6 separate regions of the Mus musculus genome follow, and all the other regions are linked to region 4. Evidence: chromatin contacts called from public HiCAR-type, HiChIP or PLAC-seq, Micro-C and promoter capture Hi-C data. All regions are on one chromosome and are shown on one strand. The core of a region is the stretch at or near the end of the contact, and the rest is flanking DNA. Distances in the headings are between cores, read along the strand shown. Region 1 overlaps Etv5 (ets variant 5). Region 2 has its middle 47 kb from the start of Tra2b. Region 3 overlaps Dgkg (diacylglycerol kinase, gamma). Region 4 holds the start of Eif4a2 (eukaryotic translation initiation factor 4A2). Region 5 holds the start of Igf2bp2 (insulin-like growth factor 2 mRNA binding protein 2). Region 6 holds the start of Rtp2 (receptor transporter protein 2).

Region 1 (2,784 bases), core at 82-2,581, 700 kb before region 4:
TTTGGTTTTAGAAGTGCTGGGCATGAACCCCAGGATATTGCGTTGCTACAATCTTCAGTCCCGAAAGGCAATTCTTAGACCCTCGAAGAGAGCAGCCCAATGCTCATCAGACAGCCAGGTGAGAACATAGACGCCGATGCAGTGAGTTTGCGCTAACCTGAGTCAGCACAGTAATCTCGGGGCTCCTGCTTGATCCCCATGGGTGACTGGAACCCATGTGCTGGAGGACCAGGCATCCCAGGGACCCCATGTTCATACAGTGGGTCATGGTATTCCTGCTTGAATCCCTGAAGGGGTGGCGGAGCTGCGGGGACAATGGGCTCTGACATCTGCCGGTGGTAGCTGGGGCGACTATCTCCAGGAACTCCTGACTGAGGAGGGAAGGGATGGCTGGGCTCAGACAGCTGTCGCTGAAATCTGGAAGGAAAAAAAGCATATTGTTTAATACCATATGAACACTCACTATGATTCAACATTTGGGATTAGCCACCACATCTGGTTTTTAAAAGATAAATTAATTTCTAAATGAAAAAAGTTCTCACTAATGTAAAATGTTGTTTACTATCAATGTGTGTGCGCCATGTTTATTATCAATGTGTGTGCGCCATGGCTCACGTGTGACAGTCTGAGAATAACGCTGTGGATTCACTTCCATCTCACTGGCCCACAAACTACTTTTGAGAAGAACCAAGGACTTACTTGGTATTGATACATTATCATAAAATGACCGTAATTATAAGAAATGAAAAGTTGATTGGTAGATCAAAGAAACTGAATTAATCAAGAACCCTTAATCCTTTTATTACCTGTTAAATCATTTCAAATGTGTAGGGAAGGCTAGGTTCCATTTTACACTGCATTCTAACATAAATGTTATGGATGAAAGACTTCACATTATGAAGCAAATGTATATGAGAACATATGTACAATTTCAGGGGTGGGAGAAGCCGTTTATAAATTACCTTACTAAGAGTAGAAACCATCAAGATATACGAGGGCAGAAGCAAAGTGGAGGGAAACCAGAATCTGTAATAACCAGAAAATGCCGGAAGCAGAATCCAGCAAAAATGAAGATGCGGCAGCCACTGACCTGCCTTTTATTTTTACTTGAGTGAGGCTCAGGATGACAGCAGATCCTCCTTTTAAGTGCTAGCATTGAAGGTGAGTATATCTAAGCCTTTAAAGAGTAACTGAAGGTCAGCATTTTAGTGTGGCAGTTTGAATAAGAATGGCCCTCACAGAATCCCAGATTTGAATGCTTAGTCACCAGGGAGTGGCAATGGCTCTGTTTGGAAGATTAAAAGGATTAAGAGGTGTGGCCTCAGCTGGGTCTGGGTGGTGGATGCCTTTAATCCCAGCACTGGGGAGCCAGAAACAGGTGGCCTCTATAAGGCCAGCCTGGTCTACAGAGTGAGTTCTAGGACAGAGAAACCCTGTCTGGAAAAACAAAAACAGACAAACAAGCAAACAAAGAAAAGCAAAAGCCTTGTTGGAGGAAGTATGTCATTGGGGAGGTGGGCTCTGAGGTTTCACAAGCCCAGGCTAAACCCAGGCTCTCCAGGCCTATGGGTCAGGATGTAGCTCTCAGCTACTTCTCCAGCACTGCGTGCTTGCCACCACGCTCCCTGCCACAAGGACAATGGACCTCTGAAACGAAAAGCAAGCTCCAATTAAATGCTTTGCTTCGTAAGAGTTTCCTTGGTTATGGTATCTCTTCACATATAGAACAATGACTAAGACAAACAGGAAAATGAGTGAAGAAATACTAACATATGCACTAGTAAACGTAAAATGTTTGCTTTCAAGTTAGACATAGCTGTAAGAACTAAAAACCAGCATGTTAACAGAATAAAAACAGACACATTTATCAATGGAATAGAATGGAGGACCCTAGATTAAGTCCCTGTTCCTATAATACCTGAAATTTGACAAATATTAAAAAAAAAAAAAAAAAAAAAGTCAGGCGTGGTGGCTCACTCCTTTGATCCCAGCACTCAGGAGGCAGAGGCAGGCGGATCTCTGAGTGTGAGGCCAGCCTGGTCTACAAAGTTAGTTCCAGGACAGCCAGGGCTATACCGAGAAACCCTGTCTCGAAAGAAAAAACAAAAACAAAACACACACACACAGAGAAGAAAAGACAACATCTTTAAGAAATAAACAGCGCTGGTCAAACCAGACAGCTCCATATAGAACGTTTCCCTTCCCTCTCACCCTGTACCCAAATCAAATGGATCCGAGATCTCAATGTCAGACCCCAAACTCTAGAAGAAAAAGTAGGGAGTACAGGTCTGGATTCAGGCTTAGGTAAGGATTTTCTGAATAGGACTCTGAATGATCCAGGAAATCAGGCCATCAATGAAAGTGGGACTCCAGGAAATTCAAGTTTCTGCCCTGCAGGAAGCTATTGTTGACTGAAAAGGCCACCTGTTAGGTGGTACCTGCCAGAGGATTAGTATATACAATATACTAAGAGCAAAAACTAAACGAAACACCAAGAAAACAAATGATCCCATTAAATGTGGACTAGAAGAACTACATGCAGCCAAGAGCGCTTCAAAGCGTCCTCTCCTTAGCTACAAAGGCAAACTACATTACTGTAAGATTCTACCTCACCCATCAGAATTGCTAAGATTAAAAAAACAAAAGACACGCTTCTTTTTAATAGATTTAACCAAGTAGTTGGACTTAGATTTGAATCAATCTGTGTCATCAGGTGCTAACAGATTTCTAGAACATCAAGACTTAAGCCAGAGATCTGGGCACAGATAAAACTGCCCGAGATCA
Region 2 (2,700 bases), core at 81-2,580, 790 kb before region 4:
CATTACAAGGGTCAAGCGCTTGGCCCTGATGGGATGGAAGGAGTCACCCAACAGCTACACATCTGTTGTCTGCAGTTAGGTCAGCCTCTTCTTTTTCTTCATTAATGTGTGTGGCAAAGACTGGGGAGACGATGCCTGCTCTTCCTGGCACGCAGCTGGGCCTCATTTCCTAGTACATTCTGCAGTGAACTGCAGCTGTGTAGCCGACTTACAGATGCTCCAGTTACGATCAGAAGTGATGCAGGAGCCGGGCGAGGGCAGTGCACATCTTTAATCCCAGCACTTGGGAGGCAGAGGCAGGCGGGGGCTCTGAGTTCGAGGCCAGCCTGGTCTACAGAGTGAGTTCCAGGACACTCAGGGCTACATAGAGAAACCCTGTCTCAAAAAGCCAAAACTGAACCAAAACAAACAAACAAACAAAAAAAAACCCCAGAAGTGATGCAGGATGCTTCTAGGCTTGTGCACAGCTCTTAGCTCTGTTGCAATGCTACTTCATCCTCACCATGTACTGATGCTCACAGAAAACTACATTTAGGGAATGGTGGCCCCAGCTACAGAAACTTCATGTCGAAGAACAGCCCCAACTCAAGAGATAAATAAATTAAATAAATAAACAAGCATATCTCTTTAAGGGGCTAACATGACGGTCTATTAGTTAAGAATGTGTGCTGTTCTTCCCAAGGAACCCAGTTAATTCCCAGCACCTGCACTGAGCAGCTTAGTCTACCCGTGACTCCAGAGCCCAGAACTTCGGATGCTTTGGACCTCCTCGGGAGGCACTTGCACTAAGGTGTTTGTGCACACGCACACAATTGAAAATGGTAAACATTAAAATATAAAAAAATCCCACAGATTAGAAATACCTACTTTGAACTTTATTTGAACCAGAAATGAATTTCCATACAACTAAGGGCAATTCACGTTGTGCCTGTTTTACAAAGAGGAAAAAGGGATCAGAAAGGTCAAGTAATTTGCATAATGTCACAAGGTTGAAAGTAACTATCCTGAGTGAGCCTGACTGTTCAACTCTCTAGCCCAAATCCTGTCCATGGCAATCTACTGCTTCCAGTGTGAGGGACTAGTTCCTCAGTGCCTACGCTGTGCTTTCTCTTCCTATTTAAATCACCCCTCTGTAGATTGGGGGTCTAAGTTGCAAACCTAACAGAGGAAAGAATCCAAGGATCCCATTCTATAGCAAACGGCATAGGAGGAAACCTGAGAGCCGGATAGGGCTGGCAGAGCTGGCTCAAGCTGCAGGGCCTGGGTTCAAGCTCAGGAACCTGGAAGTTCTAAAGAGTTTTTGATTTCTAATGACACTCCTGCTGATCCTCTGTGTCCCTCCCATCTGGGCTCAGAGGTGACCTCTATGAGCTGCCCAGAGAGGCCCCAGTTACCTCTTTGTTCAACAATGGCCGAGATAACAAAAGGAAATCAGATGCAGGTGAAAGTTTATTTTTAACATTTCTGAGGCCAATGGGGGGATTTAACAGGAAAATCGGAGCTTTTCTGCTGTCTCTCTCCAAAAGTGGCTCTCATGCTTTTGGCTAGCCTGGACTCCAGTGTGCTTGGATCTTATCCAGGGGCTGATGGGGGACAGGGTAGACAGTGTAGTCTTTCTGGGCCTTCTTTTGGCAAGAAATAGACATTTGGGAGCTGGGAATGCAGCTCAGTTGTTAGAGTGCATGATTGCCCATGCTAGAGTGCATGCCCATGTTAGAGTGCATGATTGCCCAAGGTTATCCTTGGCTATACAATGATTTTGAGGCCAGCATCAGCTATGCTGGGGGGAGGGGAGGAGAGATTTCTTTGTTTGAAGTTGGAGTTCAGCTTGCCTTCCCTGGCTGTGATCAACAGCTCTGGAAGCCCAGCTGCTCAGGACATCTCATATACATACCATCCCTTTACCCTTCCATCAAACGGGACTGACACTTGAACAAATGTGTGGTAAAGGGGATGTTTGTTGGGCTCAAGGACATGTGGCTTTAGTTACAGTTGGGGAGGTTGAGGCAGGAGGCAGGAGGGCTGCAAGTTATGTGTAGTCTGCTTAAGAAAAAAACAACAAAAACCCACCACCCACCCAAACAAACAACAAAACACAAGGGAAAAGACTGTTCTGTGAAACCCTTAGCCCATCGTCTCAGCTCTATGGTTCTCTGACTAGCAGGCTCACCACCTTCCGGTTGGAGAAATTGGTAGTTCCTGACTTCCTGTCCTGGCTAATAGCACTTCCTCCACGTACCCAGCATTCCCCACTTTCCTCGATAGCAGCTCCTAAAATTCAACAAGGGTCAACTCAAGGCCGAATCTCTCACAGGGCACCTTGTTCTGTTTTCTGGTTGTTTTGGCTTCTCTTCCTTCTCCTGCTCCTCCTCCTCCTCTTCCTGTCCCTTTGAGATAGTGTCTCACTATGTAGCCATAGCTGACCTAAAATCTGCTCTGTGGACTCAGGTGGCCTTGAACTTGTAACTAACCTGCTTCCTCCTGTGCTGTGACCAAATTCTCAAGCCACCACACCCAGCCTGTTTTCTCACTGTAAACAAATTTTAATTCTTTGAAACTTTCATACAATTATTTGATTATATTCATACTCTACTCCTGCCCCCTAACTTCCGATCCATTTTACTTTTAGTGATCTGTTGACTTCAAGCTGTGTTGCTCATGTACTCACTCCTGGATGTGGTGCCTTCCACGGAATTCAAG
Region 3 (2,700 bases), core at 7-2,506, 560 kb before region 4:
CCAGCACGTAAACTACCTATTGTCAGGAGATCTGGTCTCTTGAGAAAGGTTCCTTCTGGCACCTACTTATCTCTGAGCCTACACCACATGCCTGCTAAGGGTGCAGACTCTCAATAGTCACAATACCAATGATCTCAAAGCTTTGGGCACAACTGAACTTGGGTTTTATGCCTGTCATCTTTTCTTGTCATTAACAAATTTGTATTTGACTTTTAAACATCTTAAAGCTTGCCTACTTTCCCAGTGTAAATAGGACTCTTCCATGTAAATACTTTAATAAAATATGATAGTGGTTTAAAAATAGTGGTTGCATGCATGCCCGGGGGTGATGAGGTGGAGGAAGGGTTGTCATTGCCCATTGGTGACTATAGACAACAAGGGCTGGCAAGACATGTTTGTAGTATGCTGTGGGTCCAGGGTCTGAGTGAGACCGAATGTCACCCTAATACAGTTCAGATGCTGTTAGATCCGGGTTTGACATTACCTCACTGTTCTCAGCCTCTTCCTGGTATAGCTCCCAGGCTGTGGAGTCAGGGGCTGAGCTGGTAGGGAAATGTCCTCAAATAACACCCGAACTTCTGCTTTGAGGAGAATTCTGCGGCCTCACGCAATAGCAACCCGTGAGGTTCAAAGATCAAGCCCAAGTCATTATCCCACTGCTGCCCACCTGCCTGGGGCTAGGCGTGGAATCCAGGCATGATCTTCAAATCAGTACAACAAAGACGATAGCGTCATAGAAGAGAGAGAAATGAGCAAGAAAAGGAAAATGGACAACTCCATGGTAATTGTTTGCCAGTTACCTCGCGGTTCTGGTAAATTTCATTCGCTTTGCAAGACAGATTTGGGTTCTCTTGCAATGGATTTGGTTTTCTCTTTTCTTTCCAGTTTGAACCCAATCTCCAGGCATGCAGGAGCCAATAGGAAGCCGCTGTGATGCCCTCGATGGTCACAGCATTGTAGGGACCTCACTGCTGCCCTCTGCTGTCCAGGAGAGTGCCTGGCACCTTCTCGGGTCTAAGACCCTAGCAGAGCCTTTCGCTCCCCCAATCCCCTGCGAGACGCTGGCTTTTGAGAGGAAACCTCTAAGTTCCTGGAGGGGTTCCAGGAGGCCAAAGGCAGGCTCCCTGCCACTCATGCCGTCCCAGACCCCTCCCTCTGTTCAGTTCCTGCGGGAGGGGACCGGCAGCTAGGCTGTGGCAGGTTTCTGACATTTTTTTTTTTTTTTCCTTCTTAGAAATGGAAACCCTCCTTCCGGCAACGTGGCAGGAAAGCGAAGTCCCCTGGCGGTCGACCCAGGCCAAGGACATTTCCGTGGTAGCAGGTGGGAGGCCCGCACTGGCTGCAGTGCCGGGCAGGCGGGGTGCCACCACGGCAGCCAGCGAGCTCGCTTACCTGCTGTTGAATTTTTCAGGGTGTTTCTCTCTCATCATATGGAATCTGTGTGCAATTGAAGCATCCTGGAAACGGAAGAAAAGAAGGCAAGAAAAGCCTGGTTAGTGATTGTGGCCATGAGGTATGGTGGGAAGACACACATATATGCCCCTGGAAGGCCCAGATTCCAGAGACTCCAAATCATAGGGGCACAGCACCGCGTCCAGGCGTAAGCTAGTGCCACCACTCCGTCCTTTGAGAGCCTCACTTGGTTGCCTCAGAGCCTGGCACTCATCACAGTATCTCAAGCCCAGTGAGTGGCCACAGTTCAGCCTTTGTAAACACAGGCAAGAGCAGGCTCTAAAGAGAAGAGTGAGGGGCTCTCCTCAGGTGAAGCCAGAAGCCAGTGAGGAGTGGGTGAGGTGTGGTGAGGTGTGGTGTGGTGTGGTGTGGTGTGGTGTGGTGTGGTGTGGTGTGGTGATGGGTGGTGACATAAAGTGAGGACTATTTCATGAGAAGTTGCAAAAATAGTACTTTTTCTCATGTCCCACTCACCCAGCGTCCAGCGATGATAACATCTTATATAACAGCACATTATCAAACCCAAAGCTGTCGCTGGTATTAACTCTTTGTTGTCTGTTTCACCCAAAACAATTAACAATAGTACTGGATAGTGCGTTTAGCAGACAACAAAAGTGTATTAAACGTCTAACTTCTGCCTATTAATCATTCTATCCACAGGACTGCCTCTGAAGCTAGCGACAATCTTGATCCTTTCCTATCCAATCTGTTGCCCCACCCCCCACTTTGGCTGCATGGCTGGCTATCTGTACCACAGAACTCACCACGACGCTCCATGACACTGTGTTTCTGGGTGTCCCATTTCTCAGGTTGGAACCAGAGTCCAGCCCAGAGTCCTATCTGCATCCCACACTCCCATTACAGCTATCTGTGAGTGCTCATGGTTGTGACTGGTGTTGACATGGTGGGGCTCCAGGACCTATAGGCCAGAATAGGATCCAAGCTGAACTCGGTTCTTCACTCTTAGCCTCCTGCACCTCCTAACGAGCCCAGCAGAAGAGTGTGTACTGCCCCCTTATCACACAGTCCCAATCGAGCACTGTGGAGGCAGATGCTGAACACTCGAAATTAACTAACTAATTGGTTGGAGACAGGACAGCCCAGAAACAAGGAGCTGATTTAGATTTGCCCAGAAGTGACTGCAGCAGCCAATCAGAAATCTCTGGGGATGCTGGGGTATCCCTGTAGTCTCAGCATGTGGATAGAGTGAGGCAGGAGGATTTAGAGTTCAAGGCTAGCCTGGACTAC
Region 4 (2,700 bases), core at 81-2,580:
AATCCATTTTGTCACTCACTCACTTGTCCCTTGAGGCAAGGTCTCATTATATAGCCCTTGCTGGCCTGAACCCTCTAAGACTTGCAGGGATCCACGAGCCTCCACTTCCTGAGTGCTAGGGTTAAAAGTCCATGTCACCACACCCGGTCTCTATTTTGTCATCATTTTGTAACAGTTTCTGACACAATAACTTCCAAATAAGTACAGGTTTTATTTTTGAGTAAGGATAGCACATAGGGCTGGCAAGATGATTCAATGCTGGCCTTAGGGCATGCTGACCTAAGTTCCATCCCCAGGACCCACTTGTGGGATCCAAGTAGTAGGAGACGAATCAACTCCTAAGAGTCGTCCGTTGACTTCCACGCGCTGAGGTGCACACTCAATAAATAAACAAATACAATTTAATCTAATTTAATCTTTTTAGAGCCAAATACTTTTCGTAAATTACCAAACTGAGCCTTTTCCTTCTCTGGTTAGTCAGTCTTTGGTCTTCTGAATTAATGAGAAAAATTTTTGAGTGTTCAGGATACTTTCATATTTTAAAATTCAAGGATTAAATATCTTATATTTTTTTGCAAGGGGCTCGAGTTGTGGCTGACTGGAAACGTCTAGGCTTATGCAGCCATGCAAGTTTATTACGAGCAATACGAACTATATTGTCTCAATTTCAGTAAGGCAATATTAGATGATTAAAATCGTTTTTGTTTTTTGTTTTTGTTTTGTTTTACCAGAAGAGACAATCAGCTCTTGAAGTGCTAGGGCTGAGTCTGCCAGAAGCACCCATTTACATTTCTGTGTTACAAAGAATGACAGGTCCTTTGCACAAGTTGGTAGTGATTCTATCAGTCATTTCTCGCACCTGTTAGGTTGAAATTATTAGCATTATTTTTTAAGCCAGAGCTGAAGACGACCGACCAGAAAGAGATGAAAATCGAATCACCACCCTAGGGACATCTGTTAATGATACTACACACTGTGCTTCTCGTCTTACAAAAATAGAACTGCAAACTGGATTTCCTAGGATGTGCTGGGTGGCCGACATTTTCCGTGGCAGGGGTTTCACACGTTCCAGATCTGAATGGATATTAAATGGCTGGGCGAAATGCCAGGTAGCCCTTTCCTGTCACATTAAACAGCAGTGAGAACGGGCGGGGTAACCCTATTCTGTTCCGGCACGGAACGCGGTGGCTCGGACCAAGGGCACGCTGACGCGCAGGTAGCCCGGAGCTGCGTCCTGGAGACGCCGCCCGCCAGCGAACAGCGCCACCGGCTTCCGCCCTAAGCGCCCAGGGCTCCGCCGGCCTCTGCGGCAGGGCCGCGGAAACCCCGTAGGAGCAGGGCGGCCGAGGAGCGCGGCGCGCGGTCGCGCTGCTGCAATATTCTTCCGCCGAAAGCAAAGAGTCCCAGACCCGTTCCCGATTCGTGGATCTCCGGGAACGCTGTAATACCAAGTAATAGTGAAATGTGGATTTTGTCATCGACTCCTGTAGGGCTTCACCTCCGGTAACAAACTCCAGGAGTACAATTTTGTGGCTTCCGAAAGGGGAATAAGGAAATTCCTCCGCGAGAAACGGGTTCCGGCCGCGAGCCTATAAAAAACGGGCGGCGCCGTCCGCCTGTCTTTTCAGTCGGGCGCTGAGTGGGTTTTCGGATCATGTCTGGTGGCTCCGCGGATTACAACAGGTACGGCGCTCCCGGGGCGGCCGGTGGCCTGTAGTCAAGGTCACTAGGACCCGCGTTGAGGTGGGTTGCTTGGCGGCCACACTGCAGGTATGCGGGCTTTTTCTTAGGGCACACACTTCTCCTTGTGCCCTTCGAGAAGCTTCCATGATGGTAAGACTCCAGATGTTGGGGAGACAGGACGGATACAAGAACGGAGTATTAAGGATGCCCTTTCTTAGGACACATTGTGACATCTTGGCTGCTGCCCCTCCCCGTACGGGATATGGCAAGCGGAGCCGTGGCGCAGACTGCTTAGGGGCGGGTAACCGGGACCCGAAGGTTTATTGGCGGCCAGTGGCGCGAGCTGGCGTTCTTAGGGTTCTGTCGAGATGGGAGATTGGACGGCCAGGGGACGATCACCCTGGACCGTGAAACGGAGCGACGGAGCCGTTGGCATGGACCTGCCTGGGCCTTTCGGCGTCAATCACGCCGGCTTGCGCAGAGTTAGGGGCGGAGCTCGGCGCGCGGAGCACTCGCGAGAGCTTCGCTTCCCAAGCGGGAGGGCCTGGTCCTAGGGCACTGAGTAAAGGGGCGTCTATACTTAGGGGTCCAAGTCCCAAGCTGTTGGGGAGGGCGAATGGCGCTTCGCAGCATTGCGGCCGGTTTTGAGGCGTTTTCAGCAGAGCACAGGGGCGCGGAGGGGAATGAGGTACGGGGTGGAAGGGCCCTTTAAGGGTCTCTGCGTGGCTTGGAAGCAGTATGTCTAACTGCAGTGTTGTTGTCAGCAGAGAACATGGCGGCCCAGAGGGAATGGACCCCGATGGTGTCATCGAGGTAAGGAGTGGGTGTGGACGTTAAAGGTTTGGAAAGGTACATTTTTTTTTCATGTCTTATTCATAGTTTCATTATTAACTTACAGAGCAACTGGAATGAAATTGTTGATAACTTTGATGATATGAATTTAAAGGAGTCCCTTCTTCGAGGCATCTATGCATATGGTTTTGAGAAGCCTTCAGCTATTCAGCAAAGAGCTATTAT
Region 5 (2,700 bases), core at 71-2,570, 940 kb before region 4:
TTTCCCGGTTCTCAGCCCGGGCCCCCACCGAGTTGAGACAGGGTACCTCGTAAAAAGGTGCTCCTGGCCGAGCAGGAGGCGGGGAGACGGGAGGCGGAAAGCCCCCAGCCCCGAGTTCTTCTCAATAAAATCGGACAAAAAATTCAGGGAAAAATAGGAGCGCTTCCGAGACCAGAGAGAGGGAACTGAGCTTCGGGAAAGGACCGAGGGAGATGTGCGGTCCGACAAGGGCCAGGTGGGGAAAAACCCCAAGACCTCGAAGGGTTCAGTAGGTGAAGTCGAGGAGATGCCGAAAGTGGGGGGCCAGAAGACAAGAGGGGGTCTCAAAAGGAGAGTGCGGCTTGGGAGACGACAGAGGGCGAGAGGTCTTTGGCACGAGGCATGGGAAGAAGGAAGGTCTGGCTAGGAGGAGAGATGCTGGATTTGGGGGGGTCCCTGGCAAAGGGGGTACTAGAAGGGTCTAGAAAAAGAAAAACGGGGGACTCTGCAAAGGTGGGGGCGGGGGAAGCTCTGGAGAGCAGCTGGGCACTCCAGGGGCGCTCCTAGGGAGCCAGCGAGCCTGGGGACCCTCGGAGGGGCACAGGGTCGCCTCGACTCTGAGGCCCAAGGGTCTGTGTTAGCCCCCGCGGTGGGGGCAGGGCAGCCGGCCATCCCGGAGCCAGCCCGCCGCGAGAGTCGCGGGGCTGGTGCGTGAAAGTGAGCGTGAGGGCTCGGGAGTCGCGGCGGGCGCGGCCCATGGGGCTCGGCCTCCCCGCTGCCGCCGTCCCGAGCCGGCGAGGCGCGGCGTGGGCTGCGCCGAGTGCTCACCCGAGAGGGTCTCGATGGCGCGGATGGCCCAGTTCTGGTCGGGGTAGTCCACGAAGGCGTAGCCGGACTTGAGTAGGACCTGTCCCGCCAGGGGCAGCTTCCTGTCCCCGAAGAGCTGCCGGAGGTCGTCGGCGGTGACGGCGGGGCTCAGGTTCCCAATGTACAGCTTGTTCATCATCCGCGTCTTCCCGAGAGCCCGCGGCTCCCCCGGCCCGGCACCCGGCGCTCCCGCCGCCTCCGCTGCCCTCCTCTCTCCTCCTGCGCCCGCCCCCGCCCCCACCCTCGCCCTCAGCCTGGCTCCCCCCACCGCGGCCGGCCCGGCCCGCCCGGGGGCAGAGGCGGAGGCGGGGACTCGGCGCGGCTGCCTCCTCCGGGCAGAGTCCCGAGCGGGCGTGCGGACAAAGCGCTTGCTCTGCCTCCCGGTGCCGGGGCGGCGGCGGCGGGCGGACGCACCCCGCGCGCCTGAGAGTTGGAGCGGCGTGTGCACCGCCGAGAGTGCGCGCCCTGCCCGTCCCGCGCCGCGCGCTCCGAGGGCTCGGCGCTCCCAGGCTGCGCGCCCGGCGGGCGGAAGCGGCGGCGGCCCCAACGGGGCCGGGAGCGGCGGAGCCAGGCGGCGCGCGGGAGGTGAGGGGCGCGGACGTGGGCGGGGTGTGTGCAAGGTGGACGCGACGTGGGCGCGGGGCCAGAGTGAGGTGCACCTTGAGGAGAGCTCTGCACGCTAGGGCTGACAACTTTCCTCGCGCGTCCCGAGCCACGCACCGATCTAGAGACTCGCTGCGAGCCAAGCTCTTGGAAGAAGGGGGCGCATGTGGTCAAAGGACGGAGGAACACACGGGTCCCCTCCCCCAGACCGTGTATTCTAGTAAAGTTACCGTGGCGCCGAGCCTCGGTTTCCCCAACCAAGAAAGGAGAGCCAGACCCGAGGCCAGGTGATGGCCGAGGTGACGATGCACAGGCTGAGGGGCGGGTTTCAGTCCCAGGCTTGGTAGGCGTTCCCTGAACTCTGGAAGGAACTGGAGAGGGAAGGAACTGGAGAAGAAAGTTGTCCTTCCACGCGGAGGACGGAAGAGGCAGGGTCCTAGTCCCTCTCCCGGGAAGGAGCCAGACAGATTGCCAAGCGGCAATCTAAGTCACATGGCTCCGTGGGAATCGTAGAAATAAAGGGCTCCAGAAAAGAACGGAGGGATTTTGAGGTGAGATGGCTTTGGACTTCTGTGTGATCCGGGAAGTGTTCCTTGGTTTTTTAGAAGGCTTACGTGTTGGGAGGTATGTCTGGGTGGAGAAGTCACCATGGGCCATAGGGTCTGTCTCCTCTATACTCAGATCCAGCAGTATGCCCCAAAGTGTGCCAACATCCCTGAGCCTAACTTTTATCCCTAGAGAAAATAAAACAACCACCCCTTGTGAGGGTGACATAAAAGGCTAGCTGAGTAATGTGTGACACACTGCACTCTGCTTCCATTTCTTTACCCAGGGAAACTTAAAAGCTGGGTGGACAGGACAGGGGGAGCGGTCCTTAATTACTTGTCTTGATAAGGAAGTGATGGATGATTCTTTCTCATCTAGATATTTACTGACATCTCAATTCTAGCTTTCATCAACTATCCACACATTTTCCTCTCTGGACTTTACTGCTTCTAGAACTGGGAATAGGGCTTTGATAGTGTTGCCCAGACTGACAGATAAACCAGGGATAGATGCTTCCTGAGTAAAATGTGGAAGAAGCTCGCCAGTGAAAACAACTTGTGAGTGCTGCACAACTCACGGCAGACTGGAAGCCGCCTTCAGATTATTTACACGGAGGCTGCTAATTAGGCCGTCATCTTTGTAAGGCTATGTTTGCCCATTCACAGTAAGTCATAGTTACAGGCTACAGAAGACAAGGAATTACCA
Region 6 (2,700 bases), core at 15-2,514, 820 kb after region 4:
CCAGCATTGATAACAGGAGACAACACAAACCAACCAACTATGCCCTGTCCTATGCTAACACATGCTCTATTTATTTGTTGGCAAGGCCTATGGTCAGCCTGCCTTTTTCTGCTCCCACCCACATGCTGTTGTCTACTCAAGAGGCTTCACATTCTTACAATATGGACAACCCAGCCATAATTTTTTCACACCTCCACAACACAGCCACCAGCTCGCCTGGGGGGGGGGGGGGCGCTGCACCACTGCAGGTGAGCTGGAGGCTGTCTGACCAAGAAACTGTGGCTCCCATCCCCCACCCCCATCATCTGTTTGTAAAAGGGAAACGATTTTAGAAGAGCCCCCAGGACACTCTGCATGGCAGAAGAGTGAGGAGCACTTAGGAGGATCTAGGGCAAGTGCTGCCTGAGGTCAGCAACTTGTCATCCACTGACAGTAGTGTTGGACGGGATTGGAGTAGTGTTTTAAGATGAGCTAAGATGAGCTCCCTTGCCTTGTAAATATGAAAACTGGGAACCAGAGAAAGAAGGGGACAAGGCCAAGTTCACAGAGCTATGGAACCAGGCTCTCAAATATACTATGTGATCAGTAACTTGTTCTGTCTTCATGTCTAGTTGCATTTGATTGAGCAGATGGACACCACAGCCGCCAAACACATATACCCCAACTTCTAGGTTGAGAATTCTGGAGATCCCCATTGTACCTCCTCTCCATTCTATCTATACTAGGCATCTGAATTTGCAGGGCTTTGAAGCCTTGCCAGTCTTGATTTTCTATGGAAAACTGAGACTCAAATGCAGGGCACAATTTGTTCCAAGGAACCAAGGAACCTGAACAACTGTGGTTAGAAACATAGCCTAGATGGTCCTTCTGGTGGTTCATTGCCTGCTTGTCACCTGAGCTGACCTGGTGAGACCTACCAGAGGCCCAGACTTGCAAAGTCTGTGACAGCCCCCATCCTTCTGGGGGAGGGAGGGCTTCCTGCACCTCCTCCCACCAGCCTCTCACCTGCCTGAGGCATGTTGCTCCAGGTACTGCTTCCAGCCAGGGCCCAGCTCATTGGGCTTGAGGGTGGGGTCTATGATGAGCTCCCAGCTGTCCGCTGGCTTGGCCACCTCCATCTTCTCGTAGAAGACCTTCTTCCACTCACAAGTGGTCAGGCTGGTGGACATGGTCCTGTTGGCTGGGATAGAAGGGTGAACTCAGCCCAAGGAAGAACAGAAAGCTTAGATAGATGCAGCCCAGGCAGTCTCTGTGGTCCAAAAAGCCTTACCCACAAGAGCCAGCTTCCTCTTTTGTCACCCTGGAACCTGTTACTATGACAGCCAGGCAGGTACCAGGAGCCAGGGATAGGGAGGAGGCAAGCCTCCAGGGAGAGTTCCAGGGTCCTGAGCCAGATTGCAGAGGCAAACTGAATTGTAATGCTGACTAGGTTGAGAAAGCAGAGAGAGGTGAGATCCAACCCATGGGCTGACGGAGGTTCCCCAGAGGACAAGGGCTATGTGGTGGCCCTTTTTCACCCCACTGCTCTTCCCTGCTTTCTCCAGCCATGTGCCATGGCAACCATAATACCCTAGGGACGTCAGCAGAAGCAGAATGGAGATATGGGACCTGATGCTCCCACACTCCTGATGCATTGTGGCCATTGTTTGCCATGTGCTAGCCACAAGCTACTTGATCTGTGTACTAGCCAAGACAGACCAGAAAGCAGGCTTCTGTAACCCCCAAGTGATCATCCACAATTCAGATCCAGGCCTTCCTAAATGATGTCTACCCCTTTAATTATCTCGAGCGTATTATGCTCCTAACATCGTGATGAAGGGAGACGCGACAAGTGACACGTCGCTCTCCCTTCGCTGGAGAATTCTCAATCCGGTTGGTGAGACAGAAGTAATTTAATACACTGTGAAAAGCTCAGTGATAACAGTTCACACTCCAGGGTTGCCACAGTCACTCCCTGCTCCCAGGGCTCGCGGAGGCTGCTGCTACGGGATCTAGTATCTTCCGAGCTGCAGGCTGAGCTACCTCAGCTGATGCAGAGCAGACAACAGAGAGCCGAGGCTTCCTGACGCCCAAGTTCTATTTTTTTACAGACCAGAGGCTGTGGATACCTGGTTCTGCCCCGGATATTGCGAGGTTTCTGCGATGTCTGTAGTCCATCACCTGTCACTTCTTTAACCTGAAGCTCTGGCTTCTAGGGCTGTGGAGACAGCGAAAGTAGGCAGAACTAAAAAGGGTAGCTAGGTGCCGGAAGTTATCAGTGCTGGGTTCCAGATTTGTCATGCGCCTCCATATGGTCTCTGTGTGGGATAGGGTTAGGAGGATGGCCACTGAACATCCTTCAACTCAGAGAAGTGCTCTTCCACTAGCTTTGTGTTAACCTATAGAAGTACAAGTCTGTGCTGTAAGGCCATCAAGAACTACTGATTTCCGGTTTCCTTATTGGCCTCGATTTAAATTCCCAAACCCCAGCCCTCCTTCCCTTTTTCTTTTTCTTATTTTTTATTTATTTACTTTTTTGGAAGGGTTTCACTATGTAGCCTTGGCTGGCATGGAAATCACAGAGATCAGCCTGCCTTTGCCTCCTGAGCGCTGAGATTAAAGGCTTGGAGCACCACAGCCAATTCAAATCTTTTCATAGTGAATCAGGACAACTCAGGCCTAGAAATGGAAAACTGCTCTCAAAAGAAACCCTGGACTGGG

The links. Promoter capture Hi-C pulls out the DNA fragments that hold promoters and counts their contacts. Hi-C and Micro-C count contacts between places; a contact is called where the count stands out from the background. HiCAR-type assays count read pairs that join an accessible place to other places. HiChIP or PLAC-seq counts read pairs in DNA pulled down with a chosen protein or histone mark.
Region 1: a Micro-C map of embryonic stem cells shows a contact between it and region 4, with 4 times the contacts expected there. The contact joins the enhancer-like site here to the promoter of Eif4a2 in region 4. A contact is called at or near these places in 5 of 39 promoter capture datasets (the C10 cell line, cranial neural crest, embryonic stem cells and 2 more), 12 of 484 Hi-C or Micro-C datasets (all in embryonic stem cells) and 13 of 115 datasets of contacts at active chromatin or transcription factors (embryonic stem cells, pancreatic cancer cells and stem cell-derived neural progenitor cells).
Region 2: an H3K4me3 HiChIP or PLAC-seq map of embryonic stem cells shows a contact between it and region 4, with 3 times the contacts expected there. The contact joins the enhancer-like site here to the promoter of Eif4a2 in region 4. A contact is called at or near these places in 2 of 39 promoter capture datasets (cranial neural crest and hippocampal neurons) and 5 of 115 datasets of contacts at active chromatin or transcription factors (differentiating embryonic stem cells, embryonic stem cells, extraembryonic endoderm stem cells and 1 more).
Region 3: a contact with region 4 is called in a promoter capture Hi-C map of pre-B cells, with 3 times the contacts expected there. The contact joins the enhancer-like site here to the promoter of Eif4a2 in region 4. A contact is called at or near these places in 4 of 39 promoter capture datasets (the C10 cell line, cranial neural crest and pre-B cells), 1 of 484 Hi-C or Micro-C datasets (pre-B cells) and 2 of 115 datasets of contacts at active chromatin or transcription factors (embryonic stem cells and memory CD8 T cells).
Region 5: a contact with region 4 is called in an H3K27ac HiChIP or PLAC-seq map of stem cell-derived neural progenitor cells, with 3 times the contacts expected there. The contact joins the promoter of Igf2bp2 here to the promoter of Eif4a2 in region 4. A contact is called at or near these places in 1 of 39 promoter capture datasets (cranial neural crest) and 1 of 115 datasets of contacts at active chromatin or transcription factors (stem cell-derived neural progenitor cells).
Region 6: a contact with region 4 is called in a HiCAR-type map of embryonic stem cells, with 5 times the contacts expected there. The contact joins the promoter of Rtp2 here to the promoter of Eif4a2 in region 4. A contact is called at or near these places in 5 of 39 promoter capture datasets (the 3T3-L1 cell line, 3T3-L1-derived adipocytes, the SN4741 cell line and 1 more), 1 of 484 Hi-C or Micro-C datasets (embryonic stem cells) and 5 of 115 datasets of contacts at active chromatin or transcription factors (all in embryonic stem cells).

Annotation. Positions count from the first base shown.
Region 1 is chr16:22,401,515-22,404,298 of GRCm38.p6, forward strand. It overlaps Etv5 (ets variant 5), which reads right to left. Exons shown (of 13, transcript NM_023794.2): 8 at 158-417. Among named protein-coding and RNA genes, the nearest start is that of Etv5, 37 kb to the right of the region's middle. Within about 2 kb of position 1,332, at least 17 of the 459 cell types and tissues checked have an H3K27ac peak or open chromatin away from gene starts, as enhancers often do. A contact at or near this core is called in embryonic stem cells, where this site is marked.
Region 2 is chr16:22,311,556-22,314,255 of GRCm38.p6, forward strand. No RefSeq gene overlaps it. Among named protein-coding and RNA genes, the nearest start is that of Tra2b, 47 kb to the left of the region's middle. Within about 2 kb of position 1,331, at least 8 of the 459 cell types and tissues checked have an H3K27ac peak or open chromatin away from gene starts, as enhancers often do. A contact at or near this core is called in embryonic stem cells, where this site is marked.
Region 3 is chr16:22,547,260-22,549,959 of GRCm38.p6, forward strand. It overlaps Dgkg (diacylglycerol kinase, gamma), which reads right to left. Exons shown (of 25, transcript NM_138650.2): 20 at 1,393-1,457. It overlaps Gm15651 (a long non-coding RNA gene), which reads left to right. Exons shown (of 3, transcript XR_384735.4): 1 at 1-1,321; 2 at 1,412-2,658. Among named protein-coding and RNA genes, the nearest start is that of Gm15651, 8.6 kb to the left of the region's middle. Within about 2 kb of position 1,257, at least 168 of the 459 cell types and tissues checked have an H3K27ac peak or open chromatin away from gene starts, as enhancers often do. A contact at or near this core is called in embryonic stem cells, memory CD8 T cells and pre-B cells, where this site is marked.
Region 4 is chr16:23,106,138-23,108,837 of GRCm38.p6, forward strand. It overlaps Eif4a2 (eukaryotic translation initiation factor 4A2), which reads left to right and starts at 1,331. Exons shown (of 11, transcript NM_013506.3): 1 at 1,331-1,683; 2 at 2,451-2,496; 3 at 2,582-2,700. The coding sequence starts at 1,655.
Region 5 is chr16:22,161,979-22,164,678 of GRCm38.p6, forward strand. It overlaps Igf2bp2 (insulin-like growth factor 2 mRNA binding protein 2), which reads right to left and starts at 1,321. Exons shown (of 16, transcript NM_183029.2): 1 at 808-1,321. The coding sequence starts at 985.
Region 6 is chr16:23,929,530-23,932,229 of GRCm38.p6, forward strand. Rtp2 (receptor transporter protein 2) reads right to left here and starts at 1,265. Exons shown (of 2, transcript NM_001008230.3): 1 at 1,006-1,265. The coding sequence starts at 1,169.